Regions from separate parts of the Oryctolagus cuniculus genome. Here region 2 is linked to region 1. The links are chromatin contacts, called in public Hi-C maps. All regions are on one chromosome and are shown on one strand. Each heading gives the region's core, a stretch centred on a gene start, on an enhancer-like site or on the middle of the called end of the contact. The rest is flanking DNA. Distances are from core to core; before and after follow the strand shown.

What was found. A called contact is a pair of places that touch in the nucleus more often than the background predicts.
Region 2: a contact with region 1 is called in a Hi-C map of an unstated tissue, with 2.4 times the contacts expected there. The contact joins the promoter of KDR here to the enhancer-like site in region 1. A contact is called at or near these places in 2 of 6 Hi-C or Micro-C datasets (ear pinna and an unstated tissue).

Annotation. Positions count from the first base shown.
Region 1 is chr8:109,236,374-109,243,550 of mOryCun1.1, reverse strand. No RefSeq gene overlaps it. Among named protein-coding and RNA genes, the nearest start is that of KDR, 36 kb to the left of the region's middle. Within about 2 kb of position 3,635, at least 2 of the 8 cell types and tissues checked have an H3K27ac peak or open chromatin away from gene starts, as enhancers often do.
Region 2 is chr8:109,272,948-109,280,124 of mOryCun1.1, reverse strand. KDR (kinase insert domain receptor) reads right to left here and starts at 4,416. Exons shown (of 30, transcript NM_001195670.2): 1 at 4,350-4,416. The coding sequence starts at 4,416.

The DNA.
Region 1 (7,177 bases), core at 2,386-4,885:
CAGGGCGGCCGCTCCGTCATGTGTTCGGTCTTTCACCAACTGACGGACATGTGAGCTGTCTCCATCTTCCGCACTACCAAGAATGAGACTGATCCAAATATTCTGCACGAGACTTGGCCGTGTTTTCTTCCACAGGGCTAAACAGCAGCGGTGGGACTGGCGAGCGATGGGTTAAACTTGGGTTGCACTTCACAGTAAGCTGCCATTGTTTTCCAAAGAGACTGTACCATTTTACAGTTGTTCCTATCTGCTGGCAAGCAGTTTTAAAAAGGAAGAACTCGTAAGTGCTAAGTTGGAAAATCAAGGCTTAAAAAATACCAACAGACTGCATCTCGTTTTGCTAAGAGAGTAGCTAAAGATGTAATCAGTCGCACAGGGAAGGACAGACAGGGAGGAATACACACTACTTCCTGTTTTTCAGTGGTGGCCCCCGGGGTGTGACATGAGGAGGGGATACAAGTATTGTAAACATTTTCCATCGAAGAAAAACATCAGCTGTGCTTAGAGCTGATGCCCGTTGGAAGGGGACTGCCTTGTACCCAGGGCCCTGGCACAAAGGTGCTGAGGCCCCCAGCCCCTTCACGTTCTGGGGTGAGGCTGGAGGGCTTGCAGAAGCTTCCAGCGCTGCACAGAGCCTGGGAGAACCCAGGGAACAAGGCTGCGGGAAGAGCAATGGCAAGGACCTGCCTGGTGGCTGGAGGGACCGCCCTCGTGACCTGGGGTGCGTGCGGCAACATGGGGTGCTTCCTTTGGACAAATCCCCATTAATTATTGTTTTTGATTGCTTGATTGATTTTGAAAGTCCGAGTTGCAGAGGGACAGGGAGATACAGAGAGACAGAGAGATCTTCCATTCGCTGGTTCACTCCCCAAATGGCCACAATGGCCAGGGCTGGGCCAGGCTGAAGCCAGGAGCCAGGAGCTTCTTCCAGGTCTCCCACACGGGTGCAGGGGCCCAAGCACTTGGGCCATCTCCTGCTGCTGTCCCAGGCCATAGCAGAGAGCTGGATCGGAAGAGGAGCAGCCAGGACTCGGGCCAGGGCCCATGTGGGATGCTGGCAGCGGCTTTACCTGCTATGCCACTTACCTGGTACGCCACGGCACCAGCCCCTGGTTACTTAAAGAGAGAAAGCAACTGTGTGGCAACCAAAGGCTTTTCAAACCAACAGAATTCAGGGGAACAGAATTTAGGAGACGGGGGCAGGGGTGGGGGCGCCAACAGGCCAGCAAACCATCCCCGTTTGGCGGTGGTACTACCTCTAGAAGTTTCCCTTCCTCAACGCAAATGAAGGCAGCCCCCCCACCACGGCCTTTTCTGCCCAACACCAAGGTCATTTTCAAGGCTTCGTGGTGGTGGGGGGGAGCAGCTTTTGCTAACAAACGACTTGGGGTTCCAGGTCCGAGGTGACCCTGCCAGGATCTTGCTTTTATTTTTACCATGCACAGAGGACGAAATAAGCCACGGATGGCCTTGTCCGAGGCCCCCCTTCCCGCCATGGCTCCTGCCTGCCCAGGCCAGCGCGTCTGAACGCTTAGTCACGGCCTCGGGCTGCTCTTCCAGGAAAAGCCCATTGTTCCTGCATTTCCTGATCACCTACTTCCTGTCGCTTTTCCCAAATGGGACAGAATAAAGCCCATTCTGCAGTCACAGAGGATCCGCACCATCTCACAGCCATGGTTTAGTATGGGACTTATAATTTTTGTTTTTGATCTGGGAGCCAGCTGAACACACTAGGACTAGCCCGACCTAATCCATAGCCACCCTGGGTTGTGAGTGTTGCCCTATTTTTATTTCACATAACCATGCAACTTAAGCTCATTTTGCTGCAAGACCTCAAAGAAACTGCCAGAAGCAGCCACAGTGGCCCAGCTGTGGGAGAGAGGCTCAGGTCGAAAGAGCAAGAGCATCCCGTCGGCCCAAGCCTGGCGGAAAGTGTAGGCTCCAGGAGTCCTGGGGACGTCCCCGCAGGGCTCCTGCCCTTCCCCCACTCACACAAAGGTAAGAACTGGGTCAGACAGTGGAATCTCGCTGCCCCGGGAAATACTGAGTCACTGGAAGCGACAATGAGCGAGCGGGAGCTCAGGAAGCCAGCAGCCTGGGAATGAGCTGTGGCCCGCACACGCACGCATGCACTACACGCACACACGCGTCACGCACGTGTGTTTATGGCCACCTACATGTGTATGCACCACCAGGCATGCACAGACACACACACCTATGCATACACAGACGCATACATGTTTAAGGCTTGCTTTATGCCAAGCAGTGTTCTACCACATACATTATCTTGATTGATTTTGACACGCCCCTATGGGGCGGTACTTCAAGTCTGTGTTTTACATATTCATCAGCACACATTACATATTAATGAACTCACCCATGTTCATGCTAGTGAAAACAGCTGATCCAGAATTAACACACTGGTCTACCTGCAAAATTGCACCATTAACCCCTTGTGTGCCAGCTGTGTGATTTCTGATGCATCACTTAACTATTCTGAACCTCAGTGTTTTCATCTGTAAAATGGGCATGATAAAACCTGTAAAATCTGCTGCCATACTGTGTTGAGAAGGAAAAGAGTTTGTGTAGACATTCAGCCCCCAGAGAGATTCGTCTCTGTTCTTCAGGTAAAATGTTTATTATCACTGGGTCCTTGTAAGAATTAAATGAGAAGACACGTGAAAATGCTTCAGCAGCTACGACTTACCATTTACATTAACAGTTCTATGGCTGGGGGGGCAGTTGGCCTGGCAGTAAGATACTCCCACATCAGAGTTGGGTCCCTGCCGCCCACGTAGGAGACCTGGGCTGAGCTCCCAGCTCTGGCTTTGGCCTGACCCAGCTCTGGGCATTGCAAGCATCTGTGGAGTGAACCAGCAGACAGGTTCTCTCTCTCTCTCTCTCTCTCTCTCTCTCCCTTCCTCTCTGCCTCTGTCTCCTTGCCTCTCAAATACATCAATCATTTTTAAACCTTAGTAGTTATTATCAAGCCTTAACTATAGTAATAAGACCAAGCAGTGTAACTCAACGGTGGCACTGGGTGATCAGATCTGCCGAGACAGCCATGCCCGGGCTACACCGAGCTAGGAGACTGAAGGGAAGAGAGTTGCTTACGGTTGTGCTAACTCCAAGTCCTCCACAGAGACAAACGCACATTTGTCAAAACGAAGCTTGTAATCAATTGTCTTCTACCCAGCTTTTCCAACTGCACGCATGCGAACTCGACAAGGTCATGTATTGCAGTTTTCTCTGTAAAAGTCCACAGGGGGTGGGGGAGCTAAAAATTACCTAAAGGTTGATCCAAAGGCCTGGTTATTATTATACATGGAGTTTTATGCAACAGAATCCCACGCATAAATATTTTTTAAATCTTTTCATATAGTGATGCGAAATGATTTCCAAGACCCACTGCCAGGTGGGTGGGGAAAGATGCAGCCAGTGTGTGTATCACAGCACTGCACACACCTGTGTGCCCAGCACACAAACACGTCCATATGTATACTTCCTTCTGCAAGCAACAAAGGGGCACCACATTGCGATTTGCAATTCCCTAGCAGCCACAAAAGAAAGAGAAGGAAGCGTGTGAAATGCCTTGGAGCGCAGCCACAATATTGGGCCATCAGCGTGCACTCGCAAGAGGTGTTGCCTGCCTCCCCCGCGAAGGCTAGCACAACTGGGTTCGTGTGTGAGCGATGACACACGTGGACGTGTGTGCTGGCTGCCAGACACCAGAGGCTGGGTCTCCAGTGACAACCGTGGCTCCGGGGGACGAGACCCCCTCCGAGGGCCTGTGGCTTCTCAGCCTGGCTCTCTGGAACACTGTCCTTGACACGGCAATGCTTCCGGTCACCTCTGCCGCACTCTGGCTTCCACACGAGGCGCTGATTCAGCCCCTGGGAAGGCAGCTCCCAGCCAGGACCGACTCATTCCTGCTCCTCCTGCTCTGCTCAGGGAACCTCTCTCAGGGGCCGGCGCCCCTTAGAGCAAGGGTTTGCCACCGAGAGAATGGGATCAGGGCGGCGGATCAGATGGAAGCAGGGCTTTGTAACTTACATGTAGCTAAAAAACGGGCTACGCATTCCTCCCAGTGGTGGGAAGCCTAGAGACATCCCGGCTCCACTAGGAGCTCAGAGAAGCCTCCATGGGGGGGCCCAGAGCAGGAAACCGCGGGGGCCCACGCAGGCAGAGACAGGAAGAGGGCACAGGAAAGACAGGTGAGGAAAGACGAGGCTTCCCTAAACAGGAAACGACCGATGGCCCCTGCACCTCTTAAATCTGCAGTGGAGGTAAGCGGAGAACCCCAGTGCCCCGCAGGACACTGGGAAACCCCTGCTGGACCGCAGGGAGCCAGTGGTGTGCCTCCTCCTCCTCCCGCCTCCGGCAAGGTGAGGTTGGGTGGGGGAGGGAGGGAGCAGGGAGGTTGGTGGGGTGCAGGAAGAGGCCATTGCACCCCCCAGGAGAAATCGGGGTTCCTGGGATGAAGGACGCAGCATCAGCATCAGCGCGTGGTTGTGTGCCCAAGATTAGCAACGCGATATTTGGCAAAGCATTGTTTGTACTTTTCATTTGGGGGTTATTTGTGGTAGAATTCAGAGGGGAAAAATCGCAAACTATAAGACAAGGGGATGCTGTCATTCCGCCCTTGGAAAGACACACACACACACACACACACACACACACACAACAGGTGGATTCGTTTTAAAACCCAAAGGGAACTGGCGGGACCGGAGGTGTTTGCTAACGTTTGCTTTCAGCTCATCTGTATTTTCCAGACTTTTCAACAATGCACGTGTTCAGGGGCAATAACCTAGAAGAACTCACAAGTTTCTCTCCCGACCCCTGACAACCACTGTCGCATTTGCGGTGTAACTAGCCCATTTTTCTTCCCCATCCCTTCTACTTTAAAATACCATTCCATCCAGGACGTGAACTGATCCATCCAAGACCTGATCTGCTCCCTGGGATATGCACTCCCAGGGGTTGCAGCGACTTGCACCTACTCAACTTTAAAGCTTCATTAGTCAACGCTTGCATTCGACCCCCTCCACATCTGTCCTATTCGATTTCGCTTTTGACCCCTCAGAAAAAAAATCAGTTTATTTTCAGTGCTCTGTACTCAGAAACATTTTCGTGGTCTTCCTGGAAATTCTTGGAAGTGAACTCATTAAAAGTTGATTTAAAATTTGATTTATTTGTGTTATTTGAAAGGCAGAGAAGAGAGAGAGAGATTTCCCATGTACTGATTCAGCCCCCAGATGGCCACAATATGCCCAGGACTGAGTCAGGTCAAAGCCAGGATCCTGGAACACCATCCGGGTTTCACACATGCATGGCAGGGATCCAAGCACTTGAGCCGGCACCTGCTGCTTCTCAGGGTGCCCATTAGCAGGCAGCTGGATTGGGCCTGCAGCCGGGACTCCATCCCACGCACGCTGATACGGGACACTGGTGTCCCAAGTGTGCCAAACAATGCCCCTAAACATGGACTTTTATCTCGTGTGTATTCTCTGATTTTAAAAAGGTAAAAATGGATATTCAAGAGAATAAAGACCCAAAGACAATACGCAAGTAACTTGTTAACATTTGAGGATTAATAGCGATACTGTCTAACATTTCAAATTCTTTCTTACAATAAAACATAATGGCTAAAACTGGAGGAAAACAGAAAAAAGGTAGTTTCTCCCCACAGCAGCTGCATTTTGAGCATTTAACAGGCACCAGTGACTGGTGGCCGCCATACTGGGTTTTCAGAACGTTCACCGTCTTCACGGAACATCCGATTGGACAGTGCTCGTCCGGATAACATTTGGTCTGTTTTTCAGCCAGTCCTGGGCTGGCTGTGTCTGCGTGAGGCCTGGGTATGCAGCGGAAGCAGAGTGGCTGCCCCTCCCCTCAGCATTGGAAAGCGGCCCCCAGAGAGTCCACACTGCCTTCACCCGGGTACCTGCAGTTTGAACCCCTACAGTCACCCCTCACTCAGCTTCCCAACCTCAGGGGTCTTACAGAGACCCAGTCTCAATCGCCCGGCTGGCATAGGCCCCCAGTCCACACACAAGAAGGCCGGGGGAGGGGAGAGGGCAAGGCGCTCTCGCTCCACGCACTCCTTCTGTGGCCACACTGTGATCCAGACCCTGCCACTCCCCGGCCCCTCAGGACAGACTCCAGCAGACGCCTGCCACCGCCATCCCCAGTCCTCAGTCAGCAGGTGACCAAGGCTAACCCAAGTGCACTGAGGGCCTCTGTACCCAAGAGGCAGGGGCAAGTCCCAGCCCTCTCACTCCCTGATACGCCTCTCGCTGGTTCTGACCTACATGGGAGCTTCACAAAGTTCATGGAACAGTGAATTAAGAGAGGAGTTTGTGCAAAAAAAAAAAAATCTTTGAAACCCATGCGTACAAGGAGTTCCTGTAGTGGTGGGCACTCAGCTGGGTGGTTAAGAACCTGGTTAAGACACCTGCAGCACCGGGGTTCAAGTCCCTGCTCAGCTCCTAACTCCAGCTTCCTGCTAATGCAGACCCGTGAAGCAGCAAGCGATGGATCGCGGGGGTTTCTGCACCCATGTGGCAAACTGGGTTGAGTTCTCAGCTTCTGGCTCCAGCCCAGCCCAGCCCAGCCCCAGCCATGGCAGGCATTTGTGAACTGAATCTCCTCTCTCTCTCTCTCTCTCTCTCCCACTCAAACAAGTAAATAAATTTGAAAAACAGTTCATGGAAAATTCTTCTTAGGAAAAAGCTATGCCTGGATTTCAAAAGTGTTTCCACCATAATAACTCTATCTTTTAATTCCATTTTTCCACACACTTTTTGAAGAGCCCTCATAAATCCCCCCTGAGAAGCCCCACCCCGGAGGGGGCCAGGCCCCTGCGCCGGGCTGGAAGGGGTGGGATATCCGTCTACTACCCGGTTGCATGGCAGAGCGCTGAGCCCGTAACCAGGCTTTCTCAGCCCCTTAGGAAAGCAAGGCCTTTTCCTTTGTGTATTTAGGGGGAAATCAAGGAATTTAGAAAATCCCACCTCTGAACAATAGCGGTTTTCAAGGCCATTGTCTGGGGCAGAAGGCATTGTGTTTCCCCGTGGGGGAGTGCTGTGTGCACTTGAGGTCTGAGTAGGTGTCACCCTCCACACCCTCCCCTCTTCCCACCCCACCCACGCAGGCAGGCGTCCTGGTGCCACCCACC
Region 2 (7,177 bases), core at 3,167-5,666, 36 kb before region 1:
CCCAGTAAAAGTTCACAAGCTGTGTCCTAACAGGAAGGATGGGCAGACGCTCATCCATGAGCACAACAGCACTGCAATTCACGGAGCCAGGGTGGAGTTCCTGTTTTCCTGCATTGCCAACCTCAAGGTCTTACAAAAGGATGTGGGACATTGAAACCAAATGAGCCTTCAGCTGATGACCTCACCCCTCGGGAAAGGACCCACTGACATTCTTATAAAACATAGGATGTCCACATTGGCCTAATCTGCTGATTAATGAATCCCGCTTGGAGAGATTACTGTGCAGCTCATCTGTGTTCCCTAATAGGGGGAGGGGAGTGTCACAGCTTTGTCTCGTTTTCCTTTATGATGTTCTAGTGCGCTTCTTCTGCAACCGATGTGTCGAGGTGGAAATAACAGCTCGTACAGACTGTGCACTAAAGCTGGGGAGAGCAACCGAGGGAGAGAGGCCGTGTTCCTGTTTCTAGCACACCCCTGCATATTAGCACACTCTGTGCCAGCAGGCTTCAACCAAGCATCACGATAACCAATTCCGACTGCGAGCTCGCAACCTATGCATCAAAGCTCTGAGCCTAACCTGACACCAAGCTTGCAACACAAGAACCTTGTCTTGACCCAAAGACTCAGGAGCCAGGAACCTGTCACGGGATGGATTCTTCACCACGGATCAGTCCACAGCAAGAGAGCAGCGTTCTCTGTCCATCACACGCCAAGGGCCACCACGTGTTGAAAAAGCATCAGAGAGGCCAGCGCCGCGGCTCACTAGGCTAATCCTCCACCTTGCAGCGCCGGCACACCGGGTTCTAGTCCCGGTCGGGGTGCCAGATTCTGTCCCGGTTGCCCCTCTTCCAGGCCAGCTCTCTGCTGTGGCCAGGGAGTGCAGTGGAGGATGGCCCAAGTGCTTGGGTCCTGCACCCCATGGGAGACCAGGAGAAGTACCTGGATCCTGGCTTTGGAACAGTGCGATGCGCCAGCCATGGCAGCCATTGGAGGGTGAACCAGTGGCAAAGGAAGACCTTTCTCTCTGTCTCTCTCTCTCACTGTCCACTCTGCCTGTCCAAAAAAAGAAAAAAAAAGAAAAAAAAAAAGAAAGAAAGAAAAGAAAAGAAAAAGCATCAGAGAAAAACTGTTCACCAGGCTAGGGTCTTTGCAGACGTCAAGATCTTCAAACCAGCAGCTTAAAGACTCGTGTAGACATTGGAGCCCTCAAGGTGCAGGTTAAGAGCTCCACGTTGTGGCATAACAGGTAAAGCCGCCACTGCATCTGCATGGCCGGCAGCCCTTATGGGCGCCAGTTTGAGTCCCAGCTGCTCCACTTCCGATCCAGCTCCCTGCTAATGGCCTGGGAAAAGCAGCGAGAGTTGGACCCCTGCCATCTACGTGGGAGACCTGGAAGAAGCTCCTGGCTCCCGGTTTTGGCCTGGCCCAGCACTGACCATTGCAGCCATCTGGGGAGTGAATGAGCAGATGGAAGATCTCTCTCTCTAAACAATTAATCTTTAAAAAAAATAAAATAAAAATAAAATAAATAAATAAAGCCCTCTGTCCCCCACTGGAGTTTGAGACCTGCCTCTGGCTCCCAGCTCCAGCACCTAGCTAACAAAGGCTCCAGAAACTGGGCTCCTGCCATTCCTGTGGCACATCTGGACTGAGTTCCTGGTTCCCAGCTTCATTCTGCCCAAGTCCAAGTGCTAGCCCAGTCCTAGCTATTGCAGGCATCTGGGGCAGGAACAAGCAGATGGAGTTGGTTCTACCTCAGATCTCTGTCTCTCTCTGTCTCTGTCTTGTCTCTCTGGCTCTTAAATATATAAACAAACAAAAAAATTCTTTTAAATAATCACTCAAGCTTTCCAATCCACACCAAGAACAAATGACTCTCCAGGCCTAAACTAGCCTTGACCTTGCTGGGCAAATAAGAGGGTATGAGCAAATCTGAGCGAGTATGAATAAAGAGAGAATAAGCAAATATCCCGTGTAAACACCCAGTGCAATGAACCTCTGCACCCTCATGTGCACAACGGCAGGCGAAACCAACAACTGACTGCGCGTGTCTCCACACACCCACACAGATGTGCAAAATCGGCTGCTGACCAACTGTACATTTGCTGATGGCTAACACAGCTTTTTCAGAAAAACACCTGGAAATTGAATGACATCAATCAGTCTCAGACAGTAGTTGGCCGACACTGGTCCGGCCTTCCTGGGTTTGGAGCCGTGCGTCTGAAACTTTAGGCTGTGTCCCCCAGATCCACAAATTCGCATGTGAACAAGCATTTCAGGTGCCTCTAGCACAGAGGGCTCGCCCTGGGACAGTGGCAGGTCTTGGCAGTCAGCCATGTTGAATTCATTCGCAGGACACTTTTCCATATGAAGACAGCATACCCACAGCAGGAGAGAAGCCTTCCCTTTGTCTGAGACAGGAAAAAATGAACACAATTCAAATAAATGGACACAGCTTTCAAGCCTGTGGGAAACCCTAGGTTGAGAAACACACTCAAGGCAGTAACTTACTACAACTCGCACACAAGTCTGAGTAGGAAGACACCTGTTAATTGGGCACATTGGTGTGAGACCAAAAAAAAAAAAAAAAAAAAAAAAAGCAGTAAAACGAGTAGGCTCTCAATAAGCTATGCTCACCCCCAGCACCAAGCTATGAACTCTTGAAAGTCTCCCAAAAGCCATTACTACAGATCCACTCACATTCTAGCTATGCAAATTAGCTATGCAAAAAAAATTTTAAGCTATGCCTTCTATTCACAGGAAGCCAAGAAAACACCAGCGTATTTGAGTCCTGTCTGCAATGAGAATCCATTCCACAAGGCTGTGCTAACATCAACTTCATCTCTGCAGGCCGGTGCTCAATTTTTTGGTTTTTCCCCACTAAGCTTCATTCATTGTCACGGGCAAGGTTGAGTTCTTACTCTTTAGGAAGGTATAAGAAAATAACTGTTAACAGGTGCACGTGCCAGCACTCAATAAAAAGCCCTTCTACGTTCAAATCCCATAACCAACGTTAATTAATTTGTGCACTGTTACCCTTCCAGCTCAAGGCCAGGGAAGCAAACCAACAGTTCTTCTGTCTCTAGAATTTGATGGCACCAATTACAGCCCAATCCAATTAAGCAAGTCACCCGCTCCCAAAGGGTAGCCGCACATTGTACAAGGGCAACCTGATCATCTAGGAGGCACCCCAGGCTTACAGGCAACCCGCTTCTTTATGGGATACAGAGCAGCCACATGTCTCAGGCTCCCGTTCCCCTCCCAGAACCGGGGTTGGGGGAAGAGTGTCCATGGTGGAGCTGACCCTGATGAGCCGAGTCATTATCAAGAAAATTCTATGAAGGCAGACAAAGGCTCTTGGGACTGCGAAGGAGTGCCAGCGACTTTGAAGGCATGGGAGCCATTGTTTCCAACCAAGTGTAAGGAACTTTTTCCTGGCTTTGTTTGACTTTTGTTCCTTTCTCTGATCCTCCTCCTTTCTCACCCTCCAGAGGGTGGAGATCTGAGAGTCAGAGGCTGGGACTGCAGTACAGAGTGCAGCGCGCTGCGCAGAGGAGGGGTGAGGAGGAAAGGGGGAGGAGTTGGGGAGAGAGAGGGGACAGCGACCACATCAAACAGATGTGTGATTCCCATCTTGAAAGAGGCAGGAGTTTAGGTGGCAAGGAGAGTGGCCAGTGACACTGGCACCAAGCCCCGCAGAGCAAGGTTTCCGAACTTGAACTTCTGTGTGCTAATCCCAAACCCTCCAGCCCTTTGAGAAATGTCAACTTGCTCTACAAGGGAAGCTGTTACTAAGAGACCCTTGGGGAAGCCGTCACCGCCCCGGGGTTCAGCTCCGAGGTCCCCTTCTTCTCTCTGCGAGGAGAGCGGCGTCCGGCACCAAAGAAAGAAATCAAGTTTCCTGCCCTCGGAGCCCAGCTCCTACAACGACTGGGAGCGCACTAGCGTTCGAGCCGCAGGGGAACCGCGCGCCAGGGCCGGCTGGAGTCCCGCAGAGGCGCAGCCGGACGCATGGTGCGCGCCGGGGCGGGAGTGGCCAGCGCAGTCCGACCGCGCCTTGCAGGCTGCCCACTGCCGCCTCCCCGGCGTCCGAAGGTGTGAGCGGCACACCCTCCAGAGAAGGCGGCGGTCCGAGAGCAGCGGCGTGGGAAAAGACCGGGGCGAGAGCTCCAGGGACCACTTGCGGCGCGCACGCGGGCCGGCGTCTCAGCCTCGGCTTCCCGGTTGATAACAGCAAGGCGCCCAGGTGCCGAGTTCCAGCCTGCGAGTTGGCTCGGGCCTCCTGGGCATCCCCATCTCTCCGCCCGCCCCGACCTCTCCACCTGGCTCCGAGGGAGTGGGCTCCTTACCCACAGAGGCGGCCCGGGTCTCCACGCAGAGCCACAGAGCGACGGCCAGCAGCGCCCTGCTCGCCATCCCGCACCTTGCGCAGGGCGCGGTGCCCTGAACTCGCGCGCCGCCTCTGGCTCCCGGCGCCTAGCCCCGCGGAGAGGGTGCCCCGAGGGGCGCGGGCCGCCTCGGAGCGCGGGACCCCGGAGCGCGCAGGGCAAGGGCACTGCGGGTGCGGGCAGGCGAGGAAATCCTGGCTGCGGGACTGGCTCAGGGCTTTCTGTGGAGCGCCCAAGGGATGGCCCGCGCGGGCGCTGGAGACGCGGCGTAGGCACTGAACCTGAGCTCGCGCGGTCCGGACACTCAGCGCTGGGTGGGAGCCGGACCCGAAACTTAGAGTGTGGGGGCGGGGCCGGGGCGGGGCGGGGCGGGGCTCCCTGTGCAGCCGGCTCCACCCCCTGCCCTGGTCCTGGGCGGGGATCCGGGGCTCCCCGCGCCTGCCCCGCCGCGCGTGGCCGGGGCGGGGAGAACGTCCCTGCGCAACAGGTCGGTTTCAGCTGCACGGAGACGCGGCGCGCAGCGGCTGTGGGCCACTCCGAGGCTCAGTCGGTGCTGGCCTCCGAGGTTGGGGAGCGTCGCCCGGAGCGCAGGAGCCACACGGCGCCCTCGCTAGGCGCGTCCGAGCTGTCGGAGCTGATCCGGAGTTCGGGAGCGAGTGGCGGGGCTCCCGCCGGTGGCCTTGGGGTTTTCTGTCCGAGTGCCCGTTCTGCCCGCTTTAGAGCCCGCAGCTGAAGTTTTAAATCCGAACTTGGATGCCTTTAAGCAGAACGCCCACTTGCGCAGTTCGCGACGGCCCGGCCATTGCATCTTTTACCCGGAGGTCTCGGGTTGCCTGCAGTTACCTGCGCAGCCCCCAGAAAGGCGTTCGCGTTGGAGATGTCTGCTTGCCTCTGCCCTAGAAACCTACAGCGGGAGTCCGGGAACGCGAGGAACCCAGTGCTCGTTCCACGGGGAAGCGCCGCTCCGGAGCGGGAGCCCCCCGCGGGCCCTGGGCCAGCTCCCTGCCCAGAGCAGAGCTTGCAGCCCGGGCGGCTCGGGCCTCCGGCGGGCTTCACCGGGGCAGCCCCGAAGCCGAGGCCAAGCCTCGAGGCTGTCCGCGCGCGCTTGGGCCTCCGTGCGCTTCTGAATACGCACCTTGCGTCTGGCGTTCTCCGCGCTTCTGCGCACACCTGGAGGGTGGCGCCAGGTGTCTCCTACCTTCGTGAAATGTGGACTTCCCAGGTGCAGGCAGGTGCTTTAAAAATGACAATGTGTGAACGTCCTTCAGCGAAAGGAGGAAGCAAAGTGACCCTTTCTATGCCTAAACCCACCGAGGCTGATTGCACACAATTAATGCAAAGTAGTGCTGCTTTTCCCCCTCGATTGAAAAATATTTACTGTGTGGATGCTTCTGAGTTTCAAGGTTGACACTTGAAATAGGCTAACGCTCTCTGAAGTATAATGTATGCATATGGTTAAGGTTGTTTTGGAAACATAGGGAGAGGTGAAAAGACCTTTCTCTGCAAAAACAAGCAGGTTGAAATTTCCGTTTCTCCAAGTTCATTCTGCACACGCGTGGGTGTAGTTTTGTTCCCTGTCCTTCCACATAGGGTAGCTTGGGAGAAATGTTTCAAGCCCTGACTTTTTTTTTTTTTTTTTTTTTTCACTTCGAAATGCACCTTGGAGATCATTCCACCGCACAACACTTTAAGCTCCATCTGGTTCTTCTTGGTGTGGCGCGGGGTCTTGCTGTATGCACAGATTAATATTTCATCTACGGGGCATCTGTTTGGGAGGGGGGTCTTCCTAAAGAAATTTGGCTCTTCCTGCTGGTCAACTCAGCCAGAAAAACAGGGTGGGCTCCGCCAGAGCTGGACAAAGGGGAGGAGGATGGACCTGGCTTGGAAGGGGGTGGTTTTCCTTCCTCCCCACCTCTCCCCCAGCCTTATTTACAATTCATGACACATGCCTCACTTAGGCAGATAGTGTCTCCTCCAAATGCAAACCAGAACCTGCAGACCCTAACAGTAATAGCCCCTGTAGAAGCCTCAGAGGAAATGATGCAGCTTTGATGCCGCAGGACCAGAGTTTGGCAGCGTCTACCGCCTTCCCTCCCACACAGCGCTCAGACTGGTGTTCATGAAAAACGGCCGAGACGATTTTTCTTTCAAAGTCTCTTCTGAGTGCAGGGCCCTCCCCTTATCTGGCACTGCAAGGGAGTGATTTCTAGGTCACTCCCGCAGTACAGATGTGGCCACTCCCTGGCGAAGTGCCCTGGCGAGTGTGTTCAGCACCCCCATAGATGCTGTTCACCACCCCCCGTCCATGGAGAAGCAACAGAGGGATGGGTAAATGCACAAATTCTGGAGCCATTCCGCACGGGCTGGACTCCCAGGTCCACCATATCCACTGTGTGATTTTTGACCAACTTCCTGGGTACCTGTCCATGGAGCGCAGGAAACATCAGAGCAGAGTTTTTGCAGAGATTAATTGAGTTCCTGCGTGGAAGGTGCTTGGACTGGGAGCCAGCAGCTGGTGAACACAGGTAAGCAGGTGCACTCTAAAAACCCTTATGCAGAGACCTCCTAGTACTGCCCACCGACCCCTGCAGGCTGCTGAGAGCTACACTCAGATAAGACTCCTTCCTTCCACAGCGCTCCTAAGCACCTACTGTGCACGAAGCCCTGGAGTTGGGATATGGAAGGGGGGTCACCGCAGCAACTTCACCCCGGCAAATCTAATTTAGTCACAGAGATTTCTCTGTCTCCAGCTACTCCTGGGGACGTGGGCACACAGAATATACATTGTT